Regions from separate parts of the Danio rerio genome. Here region 1 is linked to region 2. Evidence: chromatin contacts called from public HiCAR-type data. All regions are on one chromosome and are shown on one strand. Each heading gives the region's core, a stretch centred on a gene start, on an enhancer-like site or on the middle of the called end of the contact. The rest is flanking DNA. Distances are from core to core; before and after follow the strand shown.

What was found. HiCAR-type assays count read pairs that join an accessible place to other places.
Region 1: a contact with region 2 is called in a HiCAR-type map of caudal fin, with 6 times the contacts expected there. The contact joins the promoter of sgsm3 here to the promoter of elfn2b in region 2. A contact is called at or near these places in 5 of 18 Hi-C or Micro-C datasets (caudal fin, embryo, skeletal muscle and 1 more) and 2 of 4 datasets of contacts at active chromatin or transcription factors (caudal fin and embryo).

The regions. Positions count from the first base shown.
Region 1 is chr3:32,297,462-32,301,514 of GRCz12tu, reverse strand. It overlaps sgsm3 (small G protein signaling modulator 3), which reads left to right and starts at 1,977. Exons shown (of 21, transcript NM_213330.1): 1 at 1,977-2,106.
Region 2 is chr3:32,548,471-32,552,448 of GRCz12tu, reverse strand. elfn2b (extracellular leucine-rich repeat and fibronectin type III domain containing 2b) reads left to right here and starts at 2,137. Exons shown (of 4, transcript XM_068219140.2): 1 at 2,137-2,212.

The DNA of each region.
Region 1 (4,053 bases), core at 728-3,227, 250 kb after region 2:
AAAGAGGCTAAAATCTTTGAGGTGCAAAAGAGACTGGTTAATTGTGAACAGTTTATTCAAAGCTTTCAACACCTTTGTTGCTTTACGTTTGGCTTTACTTCACTGCTATTTTAGTGCAGTTGCAAAGAAACTGTTGTAAGCTTTCAAGCATTCCCTAACCTACAACTCCTCTAACGTAATGTTAGACATATTTAGATGTATGTATGTATGTATGTATATATATATATATATATATATATATATATATATATATATATATATATATATATATATATATATATATATATATATATATATATATATATATATATATATATATATATATATATAAATATTTATTTATATATATATATGAACCTCACTCCACTGACCTCTAAAGGTGCTCTGAGGGCATGGTCTTTAGCCTTCTTGGTAGAGCAACCGACTCCCATGTGGAAGGTCGCATGGTTCAATACCAGCTCGGAGCAGGTTGGGTGGTGTAAGACCGGAGAGGTTATAGTGCCGTGACCCGGGTGGGAGTGAGGTTTAAGGGGGTGAGTGTAACAGAGTCCAGCTAGTAAGTGCTATGCATGTAAACCTCACTCCTCTAAAAGTGCTCTAGTGACAGACGATGGGTTATATATATAAATTATATATAGCCTATATAACCCACCAGTACTACACCACCCAACCTGCTCCAAACTGGTATCGAACTGGCAGTTCCGCATGGGATTCAGTTGCTCTACTAAAGAGACTATGGCCTCTAGTGCCTGACACTAGAGCACTTTCAGAGGAGTGAAGTTTATTTTTCCAAAATACGTGCCAAAATGTGTTTTACATGGCCGATGTTATTTCAGTATACACTGACCTTTACTCCTAATTTCAGACTTCACTCGTGTGTCCACATTTTTCTTTGTGTTTGAGTGATGTGAGCCATAAATAACACTTAATCCAGTGACAGAGCAGTGGGCTTCTTTGCCCTCCACGTATATTGTGTAATATCCTGACACCTTGTGGTCAAGCTTGGCACTGGCACTTTACTTTTTATATATATATATTGTAGTTAAAGTTGTGAAATAACAAATTACTATTTGGATATTTATTTGTACATAATTTTCTATATCAATTTTATCTCTATATAATAAGCAGGTTTATGGAATAAAACAATGTCAAAGTTACGCAAAAAAATAAAAGCAACTCGGTTCAAAATGAGAATTTAAATGTAGAATGTGTCATATTTTTCAGTCACCTTTGAGCAGATAGAAAGATACAATACATTCAACCAGCAAATAAAAAGATTAAAAGCATGTAGTAAAAACAGGCCCGTAGCCAGGGTGGGGGTTCGGGTGGTTCTAAAGACCTACCCCAGAAACTGCCATTGGTCCAGAACATTTGCCACTATTCTCTTATTTAAACTAGAAAAATATCGTTAAGCTGTTATTTTAATGTGTTTATTATAAATCTTTATGAAATATTTTGGTATCAAAAATTGAGGATACAACAAGGCTGTCTACGGGCCTGAATAACAAATGAATGAACTGATTAACCAACGTTGCAAGGCTACGTCACGAAGTTTGATCAAGACGGCGGATGGATATGATGTTTTGTTGGTAGTGTGAGCTCTAGATCCTGCTCTGCTTCATGATTTTTGAGTGCGAACAGGACTGCTGCAAAAGTGCCTTTTACTAATAAGGGCTACACAAACAGACCTCTATTAAGTGAATCACACGTATTGTTAACTTGAAAGCGCATATAAAATTATTATAAAACTAAAAAGATGAAGGAAATGTTGAAAGTATGTAAAATTAAACATTTATAAAGTGCGGTTGGCTTGCCAACATTACAAATCAGCAACTGCTACAGAAAGTATTGTACTTTCAATCAGATAAAATCTGCAGGATAAGAACTATTTTTTTAGGAATCTCTTTTGGCGGAAGGATACAGTTCTTCAGCGCGACTCACGAACAGGTGTATGACGCAAAACACTCGGGTCTGTGGAACTGTTCACCATCACAAAAATCCGAGTTACAACTACACATCCCATAAAGACATCATATCCGAAAAAACATATGCGTTATTGTACCACGATGTACAACTGTTCAGCAAGGAGATTCAACATGACGTAAGGTAAGAAGATAAAACAGTTTTTGCTTGCTAGCTCGGCGGCTAACCTTATAGTAGCGGCAAGTGCATTGATTAACGTTACTGATGCTTGGATGGCTTTAGCCAGAGACTGTTGAGTGTCACGGGCTAATGACGGCTTTATATTTTAGTGTAGAATTTTTACATCTTGTTTAACGTTAGATGCGTTTTACTCAGTAACGGTATCATGTATGAAAGCGACACACAGATCTGAATGACCTCTCGGCGGCAGTTTAAGCAAATAAAATGATAATGTTATGTTATGTCCGGTTGATGTAATAACGTTAGCAGTTTTCGCACGAAGTAGGATTATACCAAGTAACGTTAATAATCATATATAATTCAAATTTATTTTTGTGCTGGTGTCTTTAACTCGTGTATTGAAGTTTGCTCGACTGACAGCAGCAGTAATTTAGACTCTGCTACTTGAACCGTTCTCTAGTAACGTTACGTGTATGTGACGTTACCTACGCCTGTATTTTGATGTCGCAGTGATGATGAGTTTGTTATTGAGTTTTATTAGATTTAGTATCCCTGAGCCCTTTACTGGTATCGGTCCGTTATTCTGATTCATCGTGAATGGGATGTGTGCGCAAACTCATTGTAGATGCCATATGGTAAATGACTCGTCCTGACATTATTTGCTTATTTAAAGGTCTCCAGCAACTGTAAAACACGGATGTTGCCATCCTGGGCATTTTTTTTCTTTTGTAGATCACAAAAATGGTGGCAGGTAGAACGTTATGCACTGTACGAGTTTAGCCACCATTTCAGTTTGTTGTCTTTTTACCATTACATAAAAGTGAATGGTATCATTGTAAATAGTATCTTGTGTTCCACACAAAAAAGTCACAGAATGACAACTCGTTTTTCAGTCTTTGTGAACTGTGTTTCATTACATTATTTTAAACTTGTACACTTTTCTGAATAATAATTCATCATCATTGACATTTCTTAGGTAATACAGTTGATGGTGCTGTAAGTATTGATTGTCTTAAAGCTGAGCATCAATTTATTGGTTTGGTTTGCTTTGATTTCCTTTTTAGGAATCGAGTACAACATTTGGGTTCCTGATGTAAAAGTCCCTTTCATCATGTTCCAATACCCACACTTCCTGTCTTGAGCATTTTCACTTGCCATCTAATGACAAATTTCCTGTTTGGTCCAAATGTTCAAGTAGAAGTAAAGACCACAAGTGGGTGTAAAACTTTAATTTATCAATGGGTGATACTTGCAGAGTATTTGCAGAGCTTTATCTACACAGTTTCAGTTAGACTCTACACTTCAGTTCAGTAGTTATGGCAATTTAATTGCGATGCTTTTTTGTTAAGAGATTAAACCAGTTCCAAACATTTGACAAAATACCAACCAAAACTGTATATTTGACAAATGAGGTGACGTCAACACTTTTATCTTAGTATTTTTTTCAGCACAGTGAAGTTTCTGGTGAAAAACAACATTATTATTGTTTTGTAGAGAATAGATTTCTTCCTGCAATGTAGAAAACATGGACAGAATCACTAAATTCATTCATTGAGAATAGAATTAACTGAATAGTGAAAAATGTCTCAAACTTTGACTGTTTTGGATAAATAATTAACATTTGTTCCTCTGTGTTTTCATTTTAACGAGAATAAAAAATTTGATAAAAGTCATATTTGTTTTATTGGATATGCTGTTTTAAGTTTATCTAGCATTAAAATTGTCTAAATATATATTAGAGAATTGGAAAAAAACATGTATTTCATAGAGCACTGCCTGTATGTGCAATGCTTCATGGGTTTATTATAATTTTTCATTAAAGCTGTTAAGTACACAGTCTTGTACCATTATCCTTTTTTTCTTATAGTGTAATGCATGTTAGCTTTAAGTCAAAGTTAGTAATGTTGTGACTCACCTCATAGCTGTCTGTATTTATTTCAGTGCTTAACA
Region 2 (3,978 bases), core at 888-3,387:
TATATATATATATATATATATATATATATATATATATATATATATATATATATATATATATATATATACACACACACACACACACACACGGTGGGCTCTGCTAAAGAAAGGTTTAATAACTATTATTAACTACTGTATTGATCTTTTCATTTACTCATAAAAGTGATCGGAGATCTGAGTGATTCATGTGGACTTTATGGTATTACACATCATCTTCAAGCGAAGAATCATAAAAGTTTCAAAAGTTTAAAAACAATTGTGGTGTAACAAAGCCCTATTTTGATACACACTCCAAAACTCATAAAGGTTATAAAGCTTTATGAAGCTGTGGTTTAAAAGCAGCCATCATACAGAGAAAAACTATTCCACAAAACAGTCAACTTACATTTCGTTTGACTGAAAGGGCCATTAAATAATCTATACACTAAAAAATAAGTTGAAACGTAGTTCCCTAATTTTAATTAGTTAAGGTAACATAGTAAAGTATTGTCACAAAATATTTATTATATAATTTGTTTGATAGTATTGCAAAAGTTCCATTTAATTTTTTTTTATTTTTGGCAGCATCTGTAAACAGTTAATTAAAAATAATCCAACAAGACTTTTTTTTATAGTTTATAGTTTTTTTATTATAGTTTTTTTTATTATAGACTTTATTATAGTTTATAGCTTTTTTATAGTTAAAAATCTGTAATTTTACTGTTTATTTCCGGCAGCTGGGGTGCCAGAAAAAGGTAAAATAATGGTCATTAAATTCCAGAAATTTCCTTAAATTTAAATTTCTGTTAAATTTCTGTTGTTCAACCTCTGTTATTTTACAGTTAATTTCTGTAATTTAATGGTGTTATTTGTTTTTTTCTGGCACCCCAGCTGCCGGAAATAAACCGTAAAATTATCAAAAATTTTAACAGTGTATTATGTGTCTGACAGCTTTCGATGTATTTAATGTTTTGTCATTTAACTTAACACAAATACAGTAATCAAAATATGTTCATCAGCATATTAATTTGGAATTTCACCCTTAGCAGACCTGTTGCACATCTCACATTTCATCAAGAGGATTTTTAACCAGAATATGTACTTATAACTGTAAAACCAATGCTTTTTCTTGGATGATGTATCAGTAAAGTATGCTTATATTTGTCAGATTTCTAACAGCTTAAATTTTGAACATCAAACCAAAATAGCATGTTTCAGAAGATTTATAGTTGATTTAACCCCAATTTAAGAAGTTTTTGTAATTTTCCATCTATTTGAAGAGGTGCCATTTAAAGTTGCTTCAAAGGTTTTCTTACAAGTGCCAAAAAAAACTTTCCTTTATGTTATTATGGTTAATGGATAAACTGTTCACAGTGTTTAGAGACACATGTTTCTGAGACATCTGATCAAAATTGAAAGGGTGTACTGTAAAATGTTATGGTTAAGCTCAGCTTAAACTTAAGATTAGTTTTCCGTTTTATGTGTTTTCATGATAAGTTCTTTAAAGAAATATTTTTTTTCTTATTGTAAAAAACATTAATAGTAAAAAGAAAGTTTTTTTTTTTCAAAAAGTGAAATGAAAATGTATTTATTGTTCTTTATTGCCATTGATGGTTAAATAAACATAATTTAACATTAATCAACCACTTAAACTTTTAATTATACAAACTATTATTTGTGGTGGAAAATGTTCTTTATGAGAATTGTTCGTTAAAAGTATTTTCTTTTTTCAAGAGTGTAATTCTTTAGATGTTTTCACTGGTCAAGAAATCTGAAGAATCTTAAATTGTGCCTCGACCATCTCTGCAATTATTGTTAGGTGCCAGTATTTAAAGTCGGAACAGAACTGTCCATTAACATGAAGTGAGTAGGCGGATACCTTGCTATATTTGATGAATAGCTGCATGAATGAGAAAAAAAACATGCTTTTGACTAAATGCGATGGCATCTGCTCGTAACACACCGGGGTAGCTTCACATTGCGGTTGAGATCACGCAGGAGTGGCATCATCCCAGAGTGGTGTGGAGATGTAGAGAGAGGTCTACCCCGATCTTCTCTCTCTTACTCCCCCCTCCCATCTCTCTCTCTCTCTCTCTCTCTCTCTCTCTCTCTCTCTCTCTCTCTCTCTCTCTCTCTCTCTCTCTCTCTGTATCTCTCACTGATCCCACAGTGTAGTAAAGCGGATAGGCAGCTAAACAAACCGCGGAATCTTTCCGAGAAGACACCGACAGAGGTAAGAAACTTTTTCTGTAATTATATCTTAAATGTTTACAGTAGTCAATATCAATGATGCCTTGGCGCGATAGATGGACCAGCTTGTTCTACACACAGTATCGTAGATCATGCATCGTGGTTGCCCAGACTGCGCAGTGCTCAGATGAAAAGCCACCTGCACGCGCCGCGACTCACGCGCTCTCCGGAAATCATGTAGAAGCCCCTATAACGCATTTGCGCGTCTCTGGCGCAGCGCGCTTTCTGACAGAATCCATGCGTCTCAAAGCATGTGCGTTTCAAAGCAATCTTTGAAGCTGAAAATGCAGATTTGATGTGAGAGTGTTACTTGTGCATGGTGCCAAATGAATGCTCCTACATCTTCTTACAAGGCTGTAGTTCACTGGGAGCTGGTCTTAATCTATGGGCATGTAATAATCATGCAGGGCGACTGCGGGAGATGCACTTAGCGCGCACCGTTAGATCGCCGCTGACAGATGTGCGGAGAGGATTTGGTATTAATATACCATGGCGGGTTTTTGTTGGCGAGCTACGTGACACGGTTTCGGCATCCAGACGACGGAAGAAGCTTGTTCCCTCGGTATTTCATAACTTTGACTAGACTCGTGTTATTCGTGCGTATGTTTGTCAGAAAGCATTGCGTCTGCACGCACAGTGTGCTGGAATTACATTCACAGCTCAGAGGATGTGCGTGTTAGGGTGTGAGAGATTCTGAATTATGATTAGTGCTTTAAAAATGCGTTGACAAATAAATGTGACACAGGTTTTCATTACACTGCATTGTTTAGTCACAGTTTCTAGCATAACCTGTTGGACTTTTGTAGCTGTCTGTTTTTAATCAAAAATGTTTCACACTGAGAGAAAGAGAAAGAATAAGACGTTTATAATAAATTTCACAGGTAAAAGCATACAATGACCAAACTGTTTTAGTATTATTTACTAAAGATCTAAAATGTCATTCAGTGTACCAATAATTTATATAATAAAAAGCCCTGTCAGGGATAAAAGATCAGGAATCACCTGATGACATACTAAATTAGTACATTTAAGGATTACAGTTCAGCCCCAAACACGAACTAATTGTCGCATTAAATTCACTTGGCCGATATCTTTGAACCCATGGGTTTACCCTTCTATGACTTTTAATAAGTACAAATGAGAAATTGTTTGTTGTTTCATTTTAATGTAAATGTATCTGCTGAATTAAATGTTGATGGAACATTTGAAATAATGTACAGGCCCGTAGCCAACCTGGCGTAAGAGGTGGTTCTTTTTTTCTCAGAATGTGGACCTTTTTGCAGTTATTCGCCTTATTTTCTATTTAATAACGGTATTTACATACTGCATTTTAGTGACTATTTAGGCACAACTTTAATTCAAATAAATTTTAATATGGGCCACTTTTGGTGCTTTGCATCGCTTTATCAGTATTTTTTGTTTCAAGAAAACAAGATTTACAATAAAAGTTTCTTGTAAAATTTTTTCTTCATTTAAAAACAATACAGTTAAAGATGACGTCACTTACATCTGATTGTATGTTTTCTTGCACAGCTGGATGTTGAACTCATGAAAAATCATAGTTTGCATTGGCCAAAACTGATTAGCTGTAGTCACAATGATGTGACGTTCAACAGATGATTTGACTTGGTCTTAAAGCTTTTTTCAACAGGTTTTGTCAGTTTAGTGGCTAATTCAGTTGTACGAAATTTTATGATTTTTAAAAAGGAGGTGTGGCACCTAACCAAACCCCTAAACCCAAATCACACT